Linked DNA regions of Sus scrofa: regions 1 and 2 are each linked to region 3. Evidence: chromatin contacts called from public HiChIP or PLAC-seq and promoter capture Hi-C data. All regions are on one chromosome and are shown on one strand. Each heading gives the region's core, a stretch centred on a gene start, on an enhancer-like site or on the middle of the called end of the contact. The rest is flanking DNA. Distances are from core to core; before and after follow the strand shown. Region 1 holds the start of SSSCA1 (Sjoegren syndrome/scleroderma autoantigen 1). Region 2 holds the start of RELA (RELA proto-oncogene, NF-kB subunit). Region 3 holds the start of POLA2 (DNA polymerase alpha subunit B).

Region 1 (3,642 bases), core at 210-2,709, 270 kb after region 3:
AAAGCTCCCTTATAACTCCCTTAAGGAGTTCCCGTTGTGGCGCAGCAGAAATGAATCCTACTGGGAACCATGAGGTTGTGGGTTCGATCCCTGACCTCGCTCAGTGGATTAAGGATTAAGGATTGCTGTGAGCTGTGGTGTAGGTCACAGACATGCTTGGATCTGGTGTTGCTGTGGCTCTGGCATAGGCCGGCAGCAACAGCTCCAGTTGGACCCCTAGTCTGGGAACCTCCATAGGCTGCGGGTGGGGCCCTAAAAAGACAAAAAACAAACAAACAAACAAAACAAAAAACAAAAAAACCACACAAAAAAAAACTCCCTTAAGACTGTGAGGAGTTCCCTGGTGGTCTGGTGGGTTGATGATCCTGCATTGTCATTGCTGTGTCTCAGGTTACTACTGTGGTCTGGGCTCTATCCTTGGCCCTGGAACTTCCCCATGCTGTAGCACAGCCAGAAACAAAAAAACAAAAACAAAAACCCAAGACAAAAATCTGAAAGCATGTGCTCTCAAAGGAGATTGCCAATGAGATTGGTGGGGGTGAGGGGTGGGGGGGGTGGCTAAGTCCTAGCTCCTTCCCCATTGCCTTGGTGTACAGCCCTGAGACCCTAGGGCTGCCCTCTGAGGACACTGCCTGCTCCACCTGTCCTCTCCAAACGTATTCAGGGAGAGGACGTGTATGGAAAAAGAACAAAGAGAAAAAAAATCACCAAGGCCAATGTCCAGGGAGCACTAATAACTTGAACAGCACCCCACCCAAAGAGGGTAAGGTCACAGGCACGTGTAGCAAGCCCCTCAGCCCCACCCTACAGCATGGAATCGACTGCGCACGCCCAGCACAGCCACAGCTCCAGATTTGTTTTTTCTTTTTGAGGGTCCAAACTTCAACAAAACAAAAAGTCTGTTTAGGGGCTGCCTTTGCATCATCACCAGGCCTTGGAGGGGAGTAGGGGGTAGGCCAACTGGACTACAAAAAACTGTAGAAAGGGAGGGATCTTGAAATAGGCGGAAAGGTATAGAAAGCGAGAACGATCGCCGCCTGGCCTGCCTTGCCAGTTGAAGTGAGAAGCGCTTGAGGTCTCAAGAGGCTCCACGCGTGTGTAAGGGGCCATTTGTTATTATCAAGAGTGTCGTTATTGAGATAATGTCACTTCCCGGCTGGCCCCAGGTCCCGCCAGTGCGGAAAGAGAAACCCCGGGGGAGGTGGAGGCCAGCGGAGATTTCTCCAGCCATCCGCAGCAGGCAGGAAGGGCGACCGTACACAGCCACTTCCGGGTCCTGCGACCTAAGCGGTGGTATCACGGAGACGCCGCTCCTGAGGCCCCACCAGTCGAAAAGTTTTTTCCCGGAGCTCTCACCGAGAGCCGCGCCAGCGGGACAGGTTCCAGTCTGCGGCAGACACGCCCCACTCTGGGCATCGTGACGTCAGAGGAGCACAGTGAGCGCATTTCCGCCCTCTTCCTCCGCCCAACACGAGGGGGCGGGGCCAAGAGGAGGGCGCTCTGCTTGTGCGTCACTTCCGGTAAGTCTATCGGCGACAACGGCAACATGGCTCTGAACGGCGCTGGTGAGAACTTGGGCTGCGGGGGCCGGTGGTTGCGGGGTACGGGAGGCAGTCTGCTTCAGCAAAACCCTCAACCCTTCATGCCTCTCTTCCCCCAGAAGTCGACGATTTCTCCTGGGAGCCCCCGACTGAAGCGGAGACGAAGGTGCTGCAAGCGCGGCGGGAGCGGCAGGATCGCATCTCCCGGCTCATGGGCGACTACCTGCTGCGTGGTTACCGCATGCTGGGCGAGACGTGCGCGGACTGCGGGGTGAGGAGAGACTCGGGACGTGGGAACCAGGATGGGGCCGTGGGCTAGGCCGCACGGCCCTTCCTCAAGTCTCCACTCTGGACCGCATCGCCTAGCGTCTCACCCCTGCCCCGTATGCTTTCTGGCTCCTAGACGATCCTCCTCCAAGACAAACAGCGGAAAATCTACTGCGTGGCTTGTCAGGAGCTCGATTCAGACGTGGATAAAGATAATCCGGGTGAGGGATCGAGTGTGCTTGGTGAAGAAGTGTGGTGATAGAGGCTCAGGAACAGTACAGTAGGCCTGGAAGATGATTGATGGGCGGGGGTAAGGTGCTTTCTCCTTTCAGCTCTAGAAAGGACCACTCGTTGAGTAAAAGCACTAAAACCTACACTGTGTGCCCAACACCATGGGAGAGTCTGAGCTTAATTAGGCATAATTCTGATGAGAGAGATGAAGCAAGGACATAAATAATTGATACAGAGAAGAAAAGGAATGAGTTGCCTTACACAGGGGCAGGGAAAACTTCTGAAGAACAGAAAGAGCAGAACAGTGTAAAAGTAAAGAGTAGGGAGGTGGCTCGGGGCTGAGGCAGGCCAGGTATCCTGACCATTCCACTGGCTTTCTCCTCTTTTAGCTCTGAATGCCCAGGCTGCCCTCTCCCAAGCTCGGGAGCACCAGCTCGCCTCTGCTTCGGAGCCCCCGTTAGGCTCTCGGCCAGCCCCTCAGCCCCCAGTCCCCCGTCCAGAGCACTGTGAGGGAGCTGCAGCAGGGCTCAAGGCAGTCCAGGGGCCGCCCCCTCCTGCTGTGCCTCCAAATGCTGAAGTTGTGGCCTGCACACGGGAGGCTCTCCTGCAGAAGCTGGCCTGGGCCTCAGCTGAGCTGGGCTCTAGCACCTCCCTGGAGACGAGCATCCAGCTGTGTAGCCTTATCCGGGCTTGTGCTGAAGCCCTGCGCAGCCTGCAGCAGCTGCAACCCTAAAAGACCCCTCCTGAGAAGAATCCTCTAGAAAAACAGCTATTCCTCTTGTGTGGTTTGTTCTTTTCTTGGTTCTAAGTGTGCATGCAAGCCCCAGCTCCAGTCGTCTTTTTCCTACCTTTGGCCTCTCGTGCTGTCACAGTCTGTTCTCCTTGATGCCCTGAGAGATGAGTTGGGCTTGTTTCTGCTCAGTTTCCCAACTATAGAGATGATGGAGGAGGCAGAGAACGGTGTGATACTTTTTTTCTGAGGAGGAGGCCACAACCTCCTTAAAAGCGGAAACTAGGTGTGGCCCTCCACAGCACCCCTGCAGCCTCCTCAGCCATCCAGGGCTCATTCTCCACCCTCAAGTGAGATCTGGGGTTCCAGTCCCCTTGGCAGCTTCTCCTTCTTTCCCCGAGCATCCTGCATCCCAATACCATCATCCTATCCCACGTCAGGCCCAGACTAGGGTATCAGGTTGCACGTGAGGGACAAAGTATGGACTCAACCCCAGTCTCCTCATCCTTGTTACCCCCTTTTAGAAAAATCCTTTTCCTTAACAGTTATAACTGGGCAGAGTGTTGGGGGTGGGTGTCAGAAAGAACCGCCAAGAAACCGCACCCTCTGCTTTTGGCTTCCTCCCTCCGCTTTTTCACCCTGCTCCTCCTGCTGCGACTTGGGGCAACTTGGGCCCACAAACCGTTGCCCTTTTAAGAGAGGCCCCGCCTGCACGGGGGCGGGGCGGGGGCGGAGCCGGAGGAGTCCGGGCTGGAACAAAGCAAGGCCTGCGGGCGGCGGCTGGGCTCGGCTGGCGGGGCCGCGGGTGCGGGGGCCTGCGGGCGGCGGCCCGGGCGGAGCGTTGGAGGGAAGGAGGCGGTGTCATCCTTTGTA
Region 2 (4,051 bases), core at 1,303-3,802, 360 kb after region 3:
TCATGGTTCCTAGTCGGATTCGTTTCCACTGCGCCACGACGGGAACTCCAATGAACCTTTCCCTCTTGACCCCTGGTTCATCCTGGTTTCCCAGCCTTGGGGTCCAGAGCCCTTTTATTTCCACGCATCCTGCTGGCTACTTAATTAAAGACTGCAGTCGATCACTGTCGGCCCAATTCGTCTGTGAACTTCCTGTGAGCCTCCATCACTGCACGGCTCCTCTCTAGCATTATCTCGTTCCCAGGAGCACACTTCCGGAGTCAATAGTGCAGGCTGGGCACACCACCCTCTCATCACATGTTGGAAATGCCTGTCTCCCAGCTGACTCCCTGCCAGCCTGGAAGCTGTCCCTTGAGGGCGGCTCTGGGTCCTGTCGCCTCGTCTCCCCAGCCAGCGCAGGGCACAGAGCACCAAGAGGACACACACCCTGCGCGACTGAAGCCAGAGCAACTCTGGCAGACCCCGCCCACCAACCCCCTTCCTCCTCGCAGGCCCACCCGTCTGCCCTTCCTGCAGCTCCCCAGCCACTCACGGTTGTCAAAGATGGGGTGAGAGAGGACAGGCGGCAGGCGGAGGGGCCTGCCTGCTGGGTCCCGCACTGTCACCTGGAAGCAGAGCCGCACAGCATTCAGGTCGTAGTCCCCGCGCTGCTCTTCTATGGGAACTGTCAGAACAACAGAGGGTCAGGAGAGCTGGGGTGGGGGGGACAGCCAGGGAGGGAGGGGCACGGGGGCGGACAGGGAGCTCTGGGCTGGGAGGGATGTTTCAGGGCCTGCGAAGCAGCAGGAGGTCTAGAGGAGGAATAGAAGGTTCTACATCCATCGCTGACTCCACCTGGGACCTGGAACGTCATGTCCCCTGTGTCCCCTCTCTGGGTCACGTCTCCCCAGTAGTAAAATGGGAGTGTGTGCTGAAAGGGCAGCAAAATTCCACCTGTGCTGTGAGTCTTGGCCAGGGAGGGAGAGTAACCTCGGCAGGGTGACAAAGAGCGGAGGTGCTCCAGGCAGGCCGGGGCCTTTGCTCCCACAGCCCTCTCACCTTGGAAGGGGTTGTTGTTGGTCTGGATGCGCTGATTGATGGCCTGTTCCAGGTCCCGCTTCTTTACACACTGGATCCCCAGGTTCTGGAAGCTGAGGTCCCCGAGGAATCAGTCCCACTGTCTCCAGCAGAGCCTGGGCCCTCCAGCCCTGCCGGGTCTACCCCTTCTCCCCCACCCACTCAGCAGGCCAGCACGCCGTGCTGGACCCCCCTGAATGGCTGCCCACAGTGCCACCCACTCCTCACTCTGGCTGACAAAGCCCTGGGCCCTGCCGCCGGGTCCACTGTCCCTGCTGGCTCCCTACCCTCTGTCCCAGGACCTCTTTTCCCTTCTCCAAACACACAAAACTCCTTCCCACTTCAAAGCCTCTGACACCCATTCACTCTGCCGGGAGCGCGCCATTCTTTCCATGCCTCTCTGCCTTCTCACATTCAGCTCTAACCTGAGAGGCCTTTCTGACTCCCCATCTAAAGTAGTGACACCAGCTCCTCCGCCTCCCGGGCTATTCCTCCAACCCACTGCTTTATTTTCATCACTACTGATGACTTGCTAACGGATCTTGTTTAATTATTTGTATGTTTATTTACAGCCTGCCTCTGTCAACTAGTACGTAAGCTCCAGGGAGACTGTCGGTTCAGTGGTTTTCTTTCTCGCTACAAGTGACGTGACTGAGGGGCTTGCCCTTCCAGCCACAGGCGTTAGGGCTTCGGGGGTGATTAGAGACCTATCACTTTTCCATGGGGCTCCTATCTGCTAGAGGGAGGAGAGACACAGGCAATTTCAAGACAGAGGAATCTGCCTGCAGAGCTGGGGACAGAGCAAAGGGTGCCCTCTGTCTAGAAAGAACACTGTAACAGCTACACAGCTGCTGGCCCTCCTGGCCTCCCACCTCCCCACCACCCCCTGGTGCCCAAGGGGAGCTCACCTGTGGATGCAGCGGTCTGGGCAGAGCTCAGCCTCATAGAAGCCATCCCGGCAGTCTTTCCCCACGAGCTCATGGGGGTGAGGCCGGTGAGGGGGGTCCTTGGTGACCAGGGAGATGCGCACTGTCCCTGGCCCCGTGTAGCCATTGATCTGTCCAAAGTACAGAGAGCACCCTGGAGGCGCAGGAATTCCAGCCCCAATTCCCCCCCCCCGGAGGGGGGGGGCAGGCTGCGCGGGGGCCTGAAAGCAAGCCTGCTGGGGTTTCACCCCTACTGACACTGCGCCCCTCACTCGGGAGCTGGGCTGACCTTGATGGTGGGGTGGGTCTTGGTGGTATCCGTGCTCCTCTCGCCCGGGATACTGCCGGCTGAGCGGCCCTCGCACTTGTAGCGGAAGCGCATGCCCCGCTGCTTGGGCTGCTCGATGATCTCCACATAGGGGCCCGAGGCCGGGGCCGGCTCTGCGGGGGAGATGCGGGCCAGCCCCCATCAGGCGGCTGACCCCATCGCCCTCACCCTGGGGAGCTCCTCCCGAACCACGGAAAAAGGATGGTCCAACTTACCCGAGGGGAAGATGAGGGGGAAGAGGTCTGAAAGGGGAGGGATACAAGGGTCAGCACATGCCCGCTTCCCGTCCTCACCAGGGAGGGCCTGCATCCCCGGCAAGGAGATGAAGCCAGGCTCCCTCCCGGGGACACTGGGTCAGGGCCAGCTGCCTGGAACCTGCAGTACAGCTAAGGGGCAGGGGTGAAGGAGCCAGAAACACTTGTTTTCTAAGAGAAAACCCGGTAGGACGGCCTCCACCACCAGGGGAAACTGAGCCAGGACCCCTCTCTACTTTCCTAAATTAAACTAAGGGAGGGCACTCCCCACCCCAACCCGGGAGGAAACTGAGTCAGATACATTCTCCCCTAACAAGGAAACTAAGTCGGAACTGCCCCCGGGGCCCCGGGGGAGACCGAGTCACAGCTCCCCCCAACTCCCGCCACCCCCAGGGGAAACTGAGTCAGACCCCCCCCCCCACTCCGGCCCCGCCCCGCTCCACCATCCGGCCGGCCGCTCCCTGCGCAGCGACCATCGGCGCAGGAAGGAGCGGAAGGCAGCGCGGAGGCTCCCGCCGCGGTCCCGGCGGCCCCAGCGCCGCCACCGCGCGGGGTCAGAGGGCGTCCTCACCGTCCATGGCCGGGGTCCCGGGGGCGGGGCCGGGGTCGCAGCTGGGCCCGCGGCGCGCGCTACAGTCGAGCCATTCGCCAGAGGCGGAAATGCGCCGCGCGCGCCCGCCGCCGCGTCACTGCCGGGAATCCGGCCGCGCCTGCGCGCTGCGTCGCCGCCGCCGCCGCCGCCGCCGCCCCGCGCGGTGGGTTAGGGACAAGAGCGCGCCACTCGAGGGCCTAGGGGGTGGCGCGCGCCGCCGCTGCCGGGCCCTGCGAGCAAGTACGCGCCGCGCTGGGCCCCGAGACGCCGCGCGCCTGGACGCCGCTCCCGGGACTGGCTGGGCAGCACGGATCGCTCGCGAGTCTGGGCCCCGCCTGGAGGGCGGGCCGGGCGATTACTCACAATGTTTTTAGGGGATTTCGGGGGCCCCCTCCCGCCGATCGGAGGAGTGGTGATGTCACCTCGGGCCCGGTCTGGAACAGGGCCAGAGCTGCTGGGCTTCGGCTGCCTGCCCTGCGCTGGGAAAGGCTCGGGCCTGCTTCGACCGCAAACACCGGGTGGCTAAACTCCACACGGCTTCCTAATCGATGAAGGTGCTTCGTGGTGGTTGGGGCCGCGGAAGCATTTTTTAAATTTCTTGTCCCCCCAGTCTGGAGGCAGAGAGGGGAAAGGAAAGCGCCCGGACTTCACCTGGCAGTGCTCGGACGATGGGTGCACGCTAGTGTGGACCGAGGCTCCGTGCCTCGTCCGCTCCCGCTGGCGAACCGAGCCCAGGCTCCTCGGTTTAAGAGGCATCCCTCCGGGGCAATGGGTGGCAGAAGGCACCGAGGGGTAGATCTCTGGAGCCTCGACCCTGCAGCCTGACGTTTGTGTTTTAGCAGGTCCGGGACCCTCCAGGGGTTTGAATCGGCAGGCTCACCCCGCCTGTGTCCCC
Region 3 (3,835 bases), core at 288-2,787:
AGATTCATTAACCACTGAGCCATGACGGGAGCTCCAGGCAGTCTATATTTCAAAACAGATCATGCCATTGTTCCTAAAACTTCCTCTTTTGTTTTTTTCTTTGTTGTGCTCTTTGGGGTCAATGGCTTTTTCTGCTGGAACAGTGCCCTCTTCACACTGCTATAAAGAGATTTTGCAGATGTAATTATATTCCCAAACCAGTTGATCTTAAGAAAGTGGTCCTGGAGTTCCCACTGTGGCACAGTGGTTAATGAATCTAACTAGGAACCATGAGGTTGCAGGTTGGATCCCTGGCCTCACTCAGTAGGTTAAGGATCTGGCATTGCCCTGAGCTGTGGTGTAGGTCGCAGACGCGGCTCGGATCTGGCATTGCTGTGGCTCTGGCGTAGGCCGGTGGCTACAGCTCCGATTGGACCCCTAGCCTGGGAACCTCCCTATGCCACAGGAGCAGCTCAAGAAAAGGCAAAAAGACAAAAAAAAAAAAAAAAAAAGAAAGAAAGAAAGAAAGAAAGTGGTCCTAACCTAACAACAGGAGCCCTTTAAAAACAGTGTCTCTGTGGGAATGCAACTTAGCCAACACTTTGATTTCAGCCTTACTGAGAATGCAGACATGCTGTGTCCAGACTTCTGAGCTACAGCTCTGTGGACAAATAAAACAAATGCTGTTTTAACCCACTAAATTTACGGGTTAAATTATCACAATAATTTACAGTAAATAATTACACAGCAATAGAAAACAAATATATGCTTTATTGCTTGTACCCAGGTGAACTGCTCCCACCCTCTGCCATTTGTACCTACCAGTAAGAAAGAAGCCTAAGATGGTTTTCCCTCTCCAGCCCTCCCCCAACTGTGGTTTACATGCAGACTACACCCTGTTTCACATGGTTGGTTTGAGGCCAAGACAGGACTCTTCCTGGCTTTTCTTCCCTCATCGTATGCCCTAAAATGCTCCCTAAGTGTCTCTGGCCTCTGCAGTGCAGTCTTTTTTTTTTTCTTTTTAGGGCTGCACTCTGGCCATATGGGAGTTCCCAGGCTGGGGGTGGAATCCGAGCTACAGCTGCTGGCCCACGCCAGAGCAACGAGGGATCTGAGCCGCACCTGCAACCTACAGCGCAGCTCACAGAGAGAGGGGGCAGATCCCCAACCCACTGAGCCAGGCCAGGGATCCAACCTCATCAGCATAGATACTAGTCGGATTCATTTAGAGCTGCGCCACAATGGGAACTCCCCATGTAGTGAGGTCTTGAGAATCACTGTTCTAGTGATAGCCTGTACTTTCCTCCCCGGATACTCAGTTTCCATTTATTTTATTTTTTACTGTAAATTACAAAATGAGCATCTTTGTTTATAAAACTTTGGATTCTGGCCGGTTTTCTTAGGATAAGAAATGCTAAGTCAAAAGAGAATGAACAATCTTAATAACTGATATCATACTGCCGAACTTTATTCTAGAGACTCTACCAACCTACCATCCCATTAGCCAAGTATGATGCCTAGCGTTATTTGATCTAAGCTGAGCCAATGGAGATTTGGGCTCCAGAAAATAGACCTATACGACTGTGGCTGTGACTACTGGTGGTAGCCGCGATGATAACCATGGCAACCAGATTCCCTAAGGAAGTCGCGCTGAGTGCAGAGATGATGCAGAGATGACGCGGGAGACAAGAGCAGGGACAAGACTTTCCTCTCCCGCGTGTTGGACACAGAATGTTTGAGACATTTGAAGGCACGTACACGCCACGGCCTGCGCACGAAGGCACGGACAAAAGGGTGACAAGCATACATCACAGAGCTTCGCGGAGCAGACGGTGGCCGGAAGAGTCATCCGCGACTGGTACAGAACCGCGGTTTCCATGCAGGGAGCGGGTGAGAGCGGGCAACAGCGCGCCCGCGCCTCTCTTCTGAGCCCAGTAAAAGATGACTGCGCAGCCGCGGTAGGGCGGGCCGACCATCAGGCGCACACGCGCGATCCGCCGTGCGGGCGTTCGTGCGCACGCGCCCTCGGACGCGCGTGCGCGCGCGTAGTCCGGGAACAGAGAGAAGGAAGTCGAGGCGAAGGGGTGGGGTTGAGCGGGCCTCGCGCATGCGCGCGCCGTGCAAACCATTTGGCGGGTTTTTCCGGCCTGCTCGGTTCTCCCGTCACAGAGATGCTCCCCGGTGGCTTTTAGGAAGTAGGGCCTTCTCCCCTAGAAGAGTGACTTCTCAAGATTTCTGCTCCCTTCCTTCAGGCATTTGGGAGCTTCGGGAAAAAAAGAAAATAAAAAGTATTTCTCTGAGACTGACGGCCAGGGCTTTCTGACCGCCTGAGGTCTTGGATTATTTGGTCACTTTCGGTCTCAGCCCCCCGGAGAGCGAAAGGATCGGAGGAACCGCGTCCTGCTCATCGATCTCCACGGCCGTGGGTTTCTTGGCGTCAGGTCGGAGCTGGGTGGGCTCGGCCCCGGCCCCCGTCCTGGGTCATCATGGCCGTGTCCGCCCAGCTCTTGCGGGAGGAGTTGCAGATCTTCGGCCTAGAATGCGAGGATGCTCTGATTGACAAATGTGAGTCCCTTGCCCCCTCCCCGGGCCCCAGCCCAGGCCCACGCTCTCGCTCCGTGTTCCCAATCGCCTAGAACCCAAAGGGAGGCGCTTCCGGGGGGTTGTGAGGTGAGTTAAACTGAGTTTTGAGGTTTGGCGTGTGGGGCCTTTGAAATGCTCACAGGGTACTGCTTGGATCCCAGCTCAAAGGAAAGAATATGAAGCACAATTTTAAATCGACGCAGTTTCCTAAAGGTGAAATTGGGACGTGCCAGGTTCTCATCTCCGAATTTGGAAATTGTTTAAGCCTCGATAACCAAGCAAGAGATGTTGGGGCTTTGAAATACAGCCTTTTCTGGCATCTCCCTTTCCAGCCTACACCTAAACTTCTGCTGATCCATCCCTTTTCATCAAAACTGTTTGGTCTGTGCAAGTATGAGTTTCTTGAGGTGGGTTCATAAAATTGAATTTTAGCTGGGAAGGGACTTTAAGGAGACTGTGAGCTGTTCACAGCTGGAGAAACAGATAACAGAGAGTTCATTGGCCTGTCCCCCATTCCAGTGCTGCATTGCATTGGTTCATCTTATTGGTCAGGCTCCGGGGCAGTGTCCAGAGTTGCTGGAAGCCAAGTCTCGGGAGGTGTGGACGTTCTCAGTGTTAGAATCAGGATGATAGTGCATCTGCCTTAATCATGCATCCACACATTGAATTTCTTTTTTTAATATATAAAACCAAAACACAAACATGTTCATTTAGGAGAGACCAGAATACTCCAAGTTCTGAAGCCCAGGGCATTCCCTTCCTGAAAGGAAACTTAAGTGAGAAAGCCAATCACAGTTAAGAAATTTATTTGGTGAGCTTGAAAGCAAAACAAGAGAAGTTAGTTGTTGTGTGAACAAAATTTGTAAAGGCTTCAGTTCAAGATGCCTGCTGCTCACATAGGACATTGGCGGTGGTATTGGAGTTCTAGCCCTTGAAGTCAGAATCGCTCACCTCGCTGGGATGTTTACATTGTCCGACAGTCATGCCGTATTTCCCTGGTCTGTCCACTTGGAGTCTCCTGATGACTCAGTGCCACCTTCTCCTTGAACATCTTCTGACCCGCTCTCACTCTCAGCTGATGAACTTCCTGTTTTGCTGAGAAAGTAGAAGGAATTAGAAAACTTTTGAGTGTCCTTGTCACTCAGTGGGTTAAGGATCTGGCATTGTCACTGCAGCGGCTCAGATCACTGCTGTGGCAAGGGCTTGGTCCCTGGCCCGGGACTTTGCATATGCCGCACGTGCAGCCAAAAGAGAGAGAGAGAAAGAAAGAAAG

Evidence for each region. Promoter capture Hi-C pulls out the DNA fragments that hold promoters and counts their contacts. HiChIP or PLAC-seq counts read pairs in DNA pulled down with a chosen protein or histone mark.
Region 1: a contact with region 3 is called in a promoter capture Hi-C map of liver, with 3 times the contacts expected there. The contact joins the promoter of SSSCA1 here to the promoter of POLA2 in region 3. A contact is called at or near these places in 2 of 5 promoter capture datasets (fetal liver and liver) and 1 of 2 datasets of contacts at active chromatin or transcription factors (alveolar macrophages).
Region 2: an H3K27ac HiChIP or PLAC-seq map of alveolar macrophages shows a contact between it and region 3. The contact joins the promoter of RELA here to the promoter of POLA2 in region 3. A contact is called at or near these places in 1 of 5 promoter capture datasets (liver) and 1 of 2 datasets of contacts at active chromatin or transcription factors (alveolar macrophages).

What each region holds. Positions count from the first base shown.
Region 1 is chr2:6,682,381-6,686,022 of Sscrofa11.1, reverse strand. It overlaps SSSCA1 (Sjoegren syndrome/scleroderma autoantigen 1), which reads left to right and starts at 1,459. Exons shown (of 5, transcript XM_021082852.1): 1 at 1,459-1,565; 2 at 1,661-1,812; 3 at 1,945-2,029; 4 at 2,429-3,642. The coding sequence starts at 1,547. The coding sequence ends at 2,772. It overlaps FAM89B (protein FAM89B), which reads left to right and starts at 3,517. Exons shown (of 2, transcript XM_021082853.1): 1 at 3,517-3,642.
Region 2 is chr2:6,593,370-6,597,420 of Sscrofa11.1, reverse strand. It overlaps RELA (RELA proto-oncogene, NF-kB subunit), which reads right to left and starts at 2,552. Exons shown (of 10, transcript NM_001114281.1): 1 at 2,526-2,552; 2 at 2,272-2,423; 3 at 1,965-2,113; 4 at 1,039-1,130; 5 at 533-664. The coding sequence starts at 2,552.
Region 3 is chr2:6,947,991-6,951,825 of Sscrofa11.1, reverse strand. POLA2 (DNA polymerase alpha subunit B) reads left to right here and starts at 1,537. Exons shown (of 18, transcript XM_013994111.2): 1 at 1,537-2,544. The coding sequence starts at 2,466.